Regions from separate parts of the Mus musculus genome. Here region 2 is linked to region 1. The links are chromatin contacts, called in public HiCAR-type maps. All regions are on one chromosome and are shown on one strand. Each heading gives the region's core, a stretch centred on a gene start, on an enhancer-like site or on the middle of the called end of the contact. The rest is flanking DNA. Distances are from core to core; before and after follow the strand shown. Region 1 overlaps Ank2 (ankyrin 2, brain). Region 2 overlaps Ank2 (ankyrin 2, brain).

The links. HiCAR-type assays count read pairs that join an accessible place to other places.
Region 2: a HiCAR-type map of astrocytes shows a contact between it and region 1, with 4 times the contacts expected there. The contact joins two enhancer-like sites. A contact is called at or near these places in 2 of 39 promoter capture datasets (both in liver), 4 of 484 Hi-C or Micro-C datasets (the 3T3-L1 cell line and liver), 3 of 115 datasets of contacts at active chromatin or transcription factors (astrocytes, hepatocytes and large pre-B cells) and 3 of 9 other capture datasets (adipose tissue, liver and pancreatic islet).

The regions. Positions count from the first base shown.
Region 1 is chr3:127,014,754-127,020,570 of GRCm38.p6, forward strand. It overlaps Ank2 (ankyrin 2, brain), which reads right to left. Exons shown (of 48, transcript NM_001327938.1): 15 at 2,063-2,260. Among named protein-coding and RNA genes, the nearest start is that of Gm25501, 12 kb to the left of the region's middle. Within about 2 kb of position 4,433, at least 61 of the 459 cell types and tissues checked have an H3K27ac peak or open chromatin away from gene starts, as enhancers often do. A contact at or near this core is called in astrocytes, where this site is marked.
Region 2 is chr3:127,127,652-127,133,419 of GRCm38.p6, forward strand. The region is part of intron 1 of Ank2 (ankyrin 2, brain); the gene reads right to left. Among named protein-coding and RNA genes, the nearest start is that of Gm16958, 31 kb to the right of the region's middle. Within about 2 kb of position 2,895, at least 21 of the 459 cell types and tissues checked have an H3K27ac peak or open chromatin away from gene starts, as enhancers often do. A contact at or near this core is called in astrocytes, where this site is marked.

The DNA of each region.
Region 1 (5,817 bases), core at 3,183-5,682:
CTCCTTTGTACTTTTGGAAACCCTTGTCAAGCCAAACTACTTAGCTGGTGCAGGATGACAGGATCCTGGCGGGAAGGCATCTCTTGAGTCACTGGCCACTTCTTTCCCTGTGAATCTTATCAGGGCTTCGTCTCCTTCTTGTATTTATAAACACATAAGAGACTTCAATGATGGCGAGTCACCCAGGCTTCAGCTCTCCTGAGTCCTAAACTGCTCTGTGTAACAATTGCGTCCAGTTTACTACTCTACTGCACTATGGCATTGGATAATTTTTCAATCCTAAAAATCTTTGAAAGACAGGAAACTACTTTCTATTCCTTTACTTTTATATCTATTAATTCTATCCCTTTGGATGCTCATCAGTTGAGATGGCTGCCAAGTCTCTTGTGTTGCCGTAGTCATCGCACCTTGGTTGCACTGAGTGTAGGTTCTGAGTTTTTTCTTTTTGAAGGGTTTTTAAAATGCATTCACCTTTTCAGGCGGGGTAATTTGAAAATGTATCCACTTCTTATGTCAGAACATTTGAAAATGCTTTTATTTTTATTTTGTGTATGTTAATGTACATGAGGCCTGACCGTGTGACTGTGCACCACATGTTGCTTCAGAGGCCAGTAGAGGGTGTCACAGTCCCTGGAACCGGAGTTGCAGTTGGCTTTCTCGGATGCTTTGTGAGTGCCAGGTCCTCTGTAAGAGCAGCAAGCGTTCTTCACCAGTGAGCTAGAGCTCTAGCCCCACATCAGAACATTTTTCTGAGTATTTTTCTGATTAGCCTTGTGTTGAGAATAGCTAGTAGACTGCTCTCCTTCTGAGGGCTCCGAGGGAGGCCACAGCAATACTTCAGTCCATACTTGATAACTTCCTTGGCCTCAGGCATTTACTGAAAGCCAGCTAAAATGGCGTTTCACATCATGTGAACTGCTACTGTATATGTGGAAGTACTTTGCCCTGTGACAGGCTCACGTAGTCTAGGATTCTGTTTGCCTGGTTTTTGTGTTCCTTTGCATTAGCTCAATCTAATTTGCTCCAGGGACGTGGGCATATTCATGCTTTATCGTGACTCATCCCCATGTAGTGAGTCTCGAGTGGAATATATCCAAGAGACAGAAAAGCTGCCCTGTCTGACCATGGAGCCTTGAACACAAGCTTGGGATACTTTAGTCTTTTTGCTTGGTGTTACTGCAGCTTATGAACTGATCTGCAAACCTGCTCTGTTTAGTTGCGGTTAAAAAAAAAAAAACTACAGAGAGAGTGAACCTGGCAAACATTTGGGCAGTGGTGTGAATAAGGGACCCCATTGACTCAGGGATCTGAACACTTGATCTCCAGTTGTGGGCACTCTTCGGGAGAGCTGTGGAGCCTTGCCTGACTTTCCATTCTTTCTCTGCCTCCTGGTGTGCTGATGTAATGTGATCATCCAGGTTCCTTCTCGGGCCACCCATTGCCATGCCATCCCTGACACTGGGAACAGCTCCTTTCTGGACTTATAAGCCACGATAATCGCTCTCTCACAAGAGATGCTTTGGGTCATGATATTTTATCTTAACAACAAAAAGGACCCGACACAGTTGGACAAAGGAAATGAAATACCACATGAGAGGTGATGGGGTTAGCACTGGGAAGGGCGGGATATAAGCAAGCAAACTGTCACTCGGCTCTGTCACCAAGCAAACTGCACTATTGCACTAAGGCAGGATTTTCTCCTCACTGGTGGTGACAATTCAATGTATTTGGGAATCCCCCTTTTTTTTTTCTCTAGAGAATATGTATATATTATAGTCAAAAGGGGGGGAGTAAACTTTGCTTTGTAGTAATGAAATTGTAATTACTATTTCTGGATACCTATACCAAGCAGAACTGGCACATGAAATAGAAGACAGTAATGCAGGAATTTTCCTTGAAGACATGACATAAAAATTTACAACCTCCTCCCATCGTTTAGATTGTAATCTAAAATACTCAGAGACAGAAACAAGCCAGAGGCCTGCCAGAGATTTTTCCCCTCCTGAGACTCTTCAGGAGCTGAATGAAGCCTTGGTTCCTCTTAGTCACCCCCACCCCTTACCTTGGTCGCTAAGGAATGGGCTGCTCCCGCTTCCAGCAGGACAGAGGCCACGTCTACCTGTCCTTCCCGAGCAGAGATGTGTAGTGGTGTGTACCCATTTGTAGTGGCTGCATCGGGGTGAGCCATATGCTGTAGAAGCAGCTGGACAATTTCCGTCTTCCCCAGCCTGGAGGCAATGTGTAAAGGTGTCTGCTCCTCCTACAAGGCAAGGCAAGAAGGAATCAGTTAGGTCCCGGCAAACCCAACCTTATTAGCAGTGCAGGCCTCTCAAACACTTCACGGTGCCTTCCTCTAGGAAGATATCTTCATGTACGAAGAGGCAGTAGTAATCTCTTCTCAAAAAATAATTGTTATTACCCTGTCATGGCTTTATTTGTATTTGTTATAGAAGTGATCTATTTGACCACAAAAAAAACTCTCTTAAATTTTTAAAAAGATTTTATGTGTTCAGTTATATGTATGGAAATGCACCATGAATGTATAGTTCCCACAGAAGGCAGAAGAGGCATCCGATCGTCTGGAACTAGAGTTTTAGACAGTCTGTGAGCCATTATAACGGTGTGGAAATCAAACCCAAATCTTCTGCAAAAACAGAAGGTGCTTTTAACCACTAAGCCCCTTCCTTAGATTTTCAAAAAGTATGTATGTGCATTCATAAACTTGGTAACTGTTTGATGAATACCCCAAAACTATCTTTTCATTCTTTCTGTCTTCAACTCTATGCTTACTTACAGGCAAACTCATGATTTTGAAGGAGAAAAGAAATCAAGTCCAGAATCCCTAAGACCTAGATTTTCCTCCAAGAGCTTTCAACAAGAGGCAAAATTTATTCTGGGAACTGAATCAAGAGAAAAGACCCAAGGAAGCTGGAAATGCTCTTTCTACTTCCCTCCTGAGCCAAGGACACAACGGATGGCCATTTTGTTCTCGGAGAGCTGTGGATAAAGACTACATTGTAAAATGATTTAAAGAGATGCTGTTCCAGGAAGCATTGCAGATGCTCTTGCAACGCACATCTAGGACTTCAAACATGAAATGGAACTCTGCAACAAAAAAAAAAAAAAGAGTAAACTCTCTGCCAAGTGTTTTTGCTCTAAAAACAGAGAGGATGGAGCTGAGGAGAATGGGCAGGAAGGACATATTCGGCAAGGCTCATGAGATCACCTGACTCTAACGTGTACTCGAGGTTAAAAGAACTGAAAAAAAAGAAAGAAAGAAACTACTGTCACTTATAAAAATAAAATTGAGTGTGCCCCTCAGAATGCAAAGGGGTGTGTCTTTATAATATTTTCCAGGGGGAGTCACCATAAAAGAGGTTTTAGAAAACCCATAGGAAGAGGTGAAATAGCATCATATGAATTCAAGATAGGAGGAAATTAATAAGTAATAGCAACACAATTATTTTACCAATGGAATTGGAATTTTATAAAAAACCCTACAACTTACAAATTTCTTTCACGCATGGTGCATGTATGATTCGCCCCATAATAGATATCAAAAGAAAACATAACATGTATTGCTGAGCAGTTTTTCTAGAACAAGTGACTAAGAGAGCAGTGAGGTCTCAAAGACTGCCCAGGGTCATTCAAGCGACTCAGACACCAAAGACAGATGCAGGAAGATGGCCAGGAAGAAAATCAGGATAAGATGATTTTTGACAGGGAAGATCAGAGGAAGAGTAAGGGATGAGCAAAGCAATTGGAGTGAACTCAGGACCAGAAGAAGAGCTTCCGTGACTGTCTGCTGCTGGGTTCTCCTCTTAACTTTTGCCAGCAGAACCCAGTGGGGAGACGAGAAAAATCAATACATTCAAATGGAGACTAACAACTTTTTTAGAGTATTAGTTTTGTTTTATGTGTGGGAGTCAATTATAGATTTTTACAGAGTAGGGAGGGGACTGCAGAGATGGTGATCTTTGGATTTCCAGTCAACTGACAATTTGTAACTGGTAGTAAACTGGTTAAGTTATTATCTACAGTTCCCTGGTTCTCAGACCCCAGAGCAGTAAAGTACTTGTTTGTTTGTTTGTTTGTTTGTTTGTTTGACTAAAAGCTAGTCAATGTCTTACCTACTTTTAAAATACTTTCGTATATTTTCATCTGAAAATGGAAAAAGAAATAACATAAATTTCACTAAGAAAATCCTTTAAACAGGTACATAAAGTCTTTTCAGTTTGAACAATTATTTCTTTGCTGAACTGTAAAGCTTGTATCTGTTGCCCCAGGATAGAGTTAATTGAAACCAAGGCAAAACCAAAACAAAACATGAGAACATGCAGCAGACTTAGAAGAATGGACAAAGTGATGGAGGAGTCCTTGTCCCCTGACCCTTTCCAAAATAAGGCCTTCTCACCGGGTGCAAGAGCCTGGGACACAGCCTAGACAGGAAGCAGGTGCTCCCAGCCTCGTTACAGAAGCCTGCTGTTTCTCTTGCTCCTAGGCAACCAAAATTAAGAAAGACTTGCTGAGCCCAAACTTTTTATAAAAAGACGGAAAGAACAGCAGCTGGGCCAAGGTTTAAAAGTTTGATGTGACTCCTGCTACTAATGTTCCCCAGAACCATGTCTGCTGGCAGCCGAGAAAAAGTTTAGCAGTTAAGTTTCAAGTTAGCTGAAGCCCAAGGATCCTGTCATTGCTCAACTCGAAAAACAAAGGCCAGACCCACGATTGGGCCAACAGAACAAGCCCCTAACCAAAAGGGATCCCAGAGGGAAGACCTTGGTGGATTTCTGACTTAAATCCACTGAGGACAATGGACAAATAGGGACTTCCTGATGGAAGGGCCAAAACTCACCAAGGGACAAATGCAGAGTGCCTCCATAGCCCTGCTTTCCAATCTGTCTGGAAAAATATGCCTTAGCCCCTGGAGTGGCTGCCTTTACTTTTGTTCTTTGGGGTGGTTGGTGCTGCGTACTAACTTGCTGTCTGCATGGACCCCATGGGTGCTCTAGCAGTGAGCTCCAGTTCAGCACGTTTGCACTTTTAAAATGAATAATATTAATGTGATTATATGCATTTCTTCTTCATACATACAGATAGATAGATATTGATATAGATATATAGGAAGTAGAGAAAACATGACTAAGCCCCTGCTTATATGGTGATGACATATTACTTCAGGAATGTATGAAGTAAACTAAAGACTACCACAGTTCTTGAGCACGAGCCCAGTGTAATAAATGAGCAGAATTTTAAGCTATTTCCTCTTCAGGGGTTGGGGGATAAGTACCAGAATAATGGTATTAGATTAAGAAAAGAAAATTCTTAATTTCCTAAGTGTGTATGTGTCTGGGAAGTAGAAAGGCGATACTTGCTTATTTTTCTGCCTGATGCCTGCTCATTATCTTTTGAGAGCTATCCTTCATCCTTTGGAGGAAGTGGACATCTCATAGTCCTTGTGGCTCTCTACAAGATGGCATTCATTTGCATTCCAGCCTCTAAATAGGCTGCATCATAATCAGGGCCCAGGGTTGAACCTAGGATCTGGAGGAGAATACGACTAGAAACTTCTCTTTTTCTTAGGGTGAAGATAGAAGGAGAACTTGAAAACAGGAACAGCTTTACACTTAAGATAAGGACAGCTTGCTGACTTCCTTCTGCAAGCCACATCCCAGTCAGAAGGACTTTACTGGGGAGGTATTATTGGCTTCTGGCAGAGCCAGTTAGAAGAAAAAAAAAAAAAAAACAACTCAAGGCCATGGGAGAAATCCTTTTTACTCAAATCTGAGACCACAGTTCATCAGTGAAATCTTGAAT
Region 2 (5,768 bases), core at 1,645-4,144, 110 kb after region 1:
AGATGAGGTTAACAAAGGCAGTACCATGTCTTAAAAACATTCTGGTTGACTCAGTCTCTCAGGACATCTGACAAAGGATGTGCTTGCTGCTGGGGAAGAACAATGTCACTACTGTTCCTTAAAAATGCTTCAAAGTCATTAGGGCAAATTACTCAGAAAGCAAATATTTGCATGTTTGACCACGCTTGGAGCAGGATACATGAACTTGATACACAATTTCAAAGGTGAAATTAAAACCCCTTGTGATGTGACATTTGCAGTATCTTCTCAAGTTCCTGGACACTTTACTGTTATTATTTCATCTGTATTGGTCTTTTGATCCACTACAAGAGGAAAATAATTATGGACTGAGAACAAAGGTTGGCTTCTTTGCTGTGAAAGTCTTTGCTCAAGTTCCTAAAACAGCAAATCTGAAAAAAAAATGGCTATTGCTGTTTTCAATTCCACCTTTTAAGTGTCTACAAAATCATCAGAAAAGTCACACTTGGAGAAGAAATCCTCGTCTCAGTTATGTCATTTGACCTAAAGCCTTCTGCAGGGGAGTTTTGAAAAGCTCTTGGCAGTCATTATTTATTGAAGTCCTGGTGTGACCACTAGCTGACCCATGTGAGTTTATAAGACATTATCAAATCTGTGCTTCAATTTTCTGCTTTGGGGAGTTCTTCAACTTGATCTCTAGCTCCCTCTAAGATCCTGAGGTTTTTGTTTTCTAGAACATAAAAATCTGTTAATACCTGAAGCACTATTTAACACTCAGTGGTAGCTGAAGCTGACTGACCATCCGCCTCCTGTCTGTCTTTCTGTCTGTCTTTCTGTCTGTCTTTCTGTCTGTCTATCTATCTATCTATCTATCTATCTATGTATCTATTCAGACCACCTTACAGGGGGAGGTGAGATAAGCATTTCTTGCTTGTTGTCTTTATCTATCTATGTATGTATCTATTCAGACCATCTTACAGGGGGAGGTGAGATAAGCATTTCTTGCTTGTTGTCTTTATTCACTGTGTTTTCTCTAGAGGACTCCTGAATATTATCGAAGGCCCATGGTGGAATCCGATGGACTTTTTCTGGGTAGCCAGGAAACTCCTCTCAAGGAGAGTGCCCTCTTGCCCTGCCTTCCTTGAACATTAACTGAATTGACAATTTTGCCTCAGCTCTCAGAGTCCACCACTGTAAAATAATGGCAACAATGGCAAGGTGTTGCAGGACCCAGTAAGACACATCTACAAAACCTAATAGGCTAAGAGGGGCTGGAGTGCTCCCCAAATATTTTTATTAACTTGCTCGTAAAGTGTGAGTACTATCACATTAAATTTTTTTTAATTACCACAAGTCTGTTAAAGAGCAAAGGAAAAAGAAAATTTCACTCAGAATTATAGAACTTAATTTTTCTTCCTTGGTCCTGGAGAGATGGCTCAGCAATTAAAGTCAACTTCTGCTCTTTCAGAGGACCTCAGTTTGGTTTCCACACTAGGCAGCTCACAACCGTAATTCCAACCAAGAGATCAGTTGCCCTCCTCTTTGGGTACTACACCCAAATGCACAATCCCACCCCCACACCCATCACACCCCCCAAAGACATACACATAAATAACAATTGTTGGGTTTTTTTTAAAGTAACATTTTCTTTTATCTCCAAGTTGTAAGGGTTATCACACAAATGAAAAGGGCAATGTAGTTTCTCCATTTAAACTCTCATTTACAAAACCCTCCTAATAAGTTATTTAACATTCTGTGATTTACAGTTCACTGTTCATATATAAGTTTTAGGTTACTTTTATTGAATTTAAAATTCTTTAATAAAGCAAGGGAGATATGAATCAGTCAGTAAAGTTCTTGACTTGCAAGCATGAGTTTCTAAGTTTGACCCACCAGTCTCCCACACACAGCCCACAGAAATTAATAAGTACATAAATAAATAAACATTTTGAAATAGTATAAAATGTCAAGTGCACACATTTGCAATCTCAGTACTGTAAAGGCCAAAAACAAGTGGTTCATGAATCTTACTGGCCAGCCAGCCTAGGGCCTGGCTCAATAGATGACTTCCAGGTCAGGGAGAGATCATGTCTCAAAACAACAAACAAACAAACAAACAAACAAGGAAGGAAGGAAGGAAGGGCTCCTGAGGTGTGACACTTAAAGTTGACCTCTGGATCACATATATATATACACACACACACACACACACACACACACCCTCTCATACATATGAGTGAATAGCTACTCAATAATAAAATGTAGGGGCTGCAGAGATGACTCAGCAACTCAGAGCACTTGCTGTTTGACCTGTGTTGTAGCCCTTGTCCCCACGTGAGGGTTTACAACCCTCTCTATCTCTAGCTCCAGAAGACTTAATACTCTCTCACAGCTTCCTCATGCACCAGACATGCTCCCAGTATACACATACATACATGCAGGCAAAACAACCATTCACATAAAATACATAAATCTCTTTTAAGAATATAAATCTCTTAGAAATCTGCTGAGATTAAAATCGCCTTAACATTTCTTTTGTCAGAATAATGTGACGCTGACCGTCTACCCAAATGTATCCATCTGACTAAACTAATACTTTGTTTAGAGTCTGCATGCAAATTCTCCCAAACAGCATCACGTGAAACCAAGGACAAGTTAATCCAACTGTCTGAATCACTGAACTATGGAAATAAAACTGGTACATTCTGTGCAGGCGCCCAGTTGGCATGCTATTTTCTTCCATGTTTCAGTCCGTTCGATATAATTTATTTGGCTAAAAAAATGAAACTCATAATGATTTTTTTTTGTCAATAGGAAAAGCGCATAACGAATGGATTTCCACCAGAGTCCCTGTATCAGTGGGCGGCTCTGCTTCTCTAATTGAGGTCAGTACAAATGAATTCTACTGTTTGTGCTTTACACACATTCACCAAAGCGAATAACACCGAGCTATTCATGGGCCCACAGCATCAATTAGCCAATTTACTTTTACAACCCTTCCAGCTATTATTTCATTCCAGACTGTTGCCTCTTTGACGTGTGGCATACCAAGGACAGCATTCCTTAACAGACAGTCTAACAACTTACAAAGTTTTCCAAAGGCCACATCACACTGTGCCCCATACAACATGGCCACTCAGCAAATGTCACTAGCTGACATTAAGGAGCCTGTGAAGCAAGAAAGGTAGTGTCCAGAGAAGACCATTTGAATAATTCTAAGTTCCATGAAGGGGAGTTTAAAACGCAGGGCAACCATTGTGCACTTCTTCTTGATGTGAAGGAAAGATACAAACATAGAACACTTACAAACTAGTCTGGCATGGGAGTGTCCTGGGGAGAGCCAGGCAAGGGATTAAACCCAAAACTCAAAATCGGGGCTGGGTCACAGTAGAGTTTTAAAAGTTCTTTTTAAAACCCAATCCTTTTTTTTTTTTCACTTTATTAACCTTTCTGAACTAAGTAAAACAGCTGAAAGAAATAGCCAGAACTCTATTTAATTAAGGTGGCTGTAAAAGCAATAGCAGGTGGCATTGTTCTTGGTTAATGCTTAATGCCCTGAGGACCGACATGACATTCTTAACAGGAGACTGTTAGTGAGAGTCTGACACAAAGCTGCCCAGTTGAGCTCTGTATGCTACACGCCACAGCTGTCTGGTCTTTTCCATCAAAAAGGAAGCTAGAAAATCACAAGCCAAGCAGTTAAATACAGTGTTTGAATATCTGGACAGGATAGGTTAAAACTCTGTACTGTGAGGATTTGTACGTAATCCCTGAAATGTAGCTCATCAATTTATTACTGTTATATATTCAGCCAAGCCTCTCTTGCTCTAAGTTCAACTGAATGACTCTTCCCTGAGACCAACAAATGAAAACTTGTTTTCCTTCCATACTATCCATTCTCAAATTGCTTAGGATTTGCTTTCCTTTGAAGGTTCCTTGGCATTGAGCTGTACACATTTACGGGCTGTGTGTACATGCATGCAGACAGTTGAGAGAGATTTTTTCTGGTACATATTTTGACCTGTGTCACAAAAGGAGGGTATTATTATTATTATTATTATTATTATTATTATTATTTCAATTCATTTGGCACTATCAAAATGTTCTTTTATCTATAAATTCCATGTAATTATACACACCAGTATTTTCATCTAATGATCTCAAAGTATGTTTGTAATTTTGTATGTGGTTGTGTGTGTTTGCACATATGAATGCAGAAGTCAGAGGCTAGTATCATGTATCTTCCTCAATTTCCCTCCACTTTTTTAATATTAAAATTTATTATAAAAAGTTTTGCAACAGGGCAAGCCTCATGTTTAAGAGTAGTTGGCCAACATATAATGGACTTCACATGCTGTGTGTGTGTGAGAGAGAGAGAGAGAGAGAGAGAGAGTTTTGTTTGCATATTTGTTGTGTTGTTTTCTGTTGCTTGGGTATTACTTTCTCGGTTTAGAGACTTTTCTTGTTATTTTTGGGTTTTTGTATGTTCAGAAAGAACCTAAAATTGGGTAGGTATGGAGTGGGAAAGATCTGGAAGGACTTGAGGAAGAGGAAGAATATGATCAAAATATATTTCAATCAAAAATTGGTTTTAAATGATAAAAATATAATTAAAACATTGCAGATAAACAAACTTCATACACTGAAATTAATCAGATCCTATGTCTGTACATCCCAATGAGCTTCTATAATTTGACTAGCAATTGCGAACTGTGAAGCTTCACAATAGACCTTACATGGTCACTGTCAAATATATTTCAATGTACCTATCCACCACCGAAACAAACAAACAAACAAACGAAACAGAACAGAACAGAACAGAACAAAACAAACAAGCAAAAAACAAATCCATGATAGAGTTGAAACTAGAAAATCAATGAGCTCCATAAAGCTAATTGGTTAGGGTTTTGTTTTTCTTTGTTTAAACAGTGTTTCTCACTGAACCTAGACCTCACTGGTTAACTACATTGGCTGGCCAGTCAGCAGTCTCCACAGCTTTCCCAACTCTTTACATGGGAATTGGGAGTCTAAACTTGGGTCTTCATGCTTATACAGCAGGCTCTTTACCAACTGAAGCTGACACCTCAGCCTTGGTTTCTACATATGTTAAGATAATAATTTCCCAACAAAAAACACACAAACAGACATTTGAAATCAAACGGTTGATACAAACATTTGAAATATACAGCATGCCAGACCAGGGACATAAAAGTGTTTCTCTACTGTGTACAAGGTCCTAGGCTCAAACCCTAGTACAGTAAAACAAGCATGCAATCAAAAAATAAAGAATCACAGACTATATACAGCTGCCAGGCTTTAGCCAATCAAGAAACCTTCAAGTTCAAGATAAATGTCCAATCTTGTGCACTCTGGATACTATGGGAGTATCCACAGAACATTCTCTAGTTTACTGTGATGATGGTCCCACTTTCCCTCATTCTGTGTAATACACTGAGCCAAGTGAGCCTCCCCCCACCCCCCACGCCCTGGCCCCCGCCCCGCAATCCTCACTTACTTCCGTGAAAGGTTGTAAATATGCTGTCTTCTATTTTAAATTGTATGCTGAGCAGGCACTTAACTTAGTAAGAAGAAGTAGTATTAAGACATTGCACTGATACACTAAACTCAATTTATTTCAAACATAGAGGACAAAAAGAAACTAAACTTCATAGTTCAACCAATAATTCATTTAGCCAGTGTTTCAAGGACTCTTTAAAACAAATGCACTTGTGACTTTTAAGGTATAAAGAAGTATTTCTAGTCCTTATGTATTATTCATTGCAGTATAA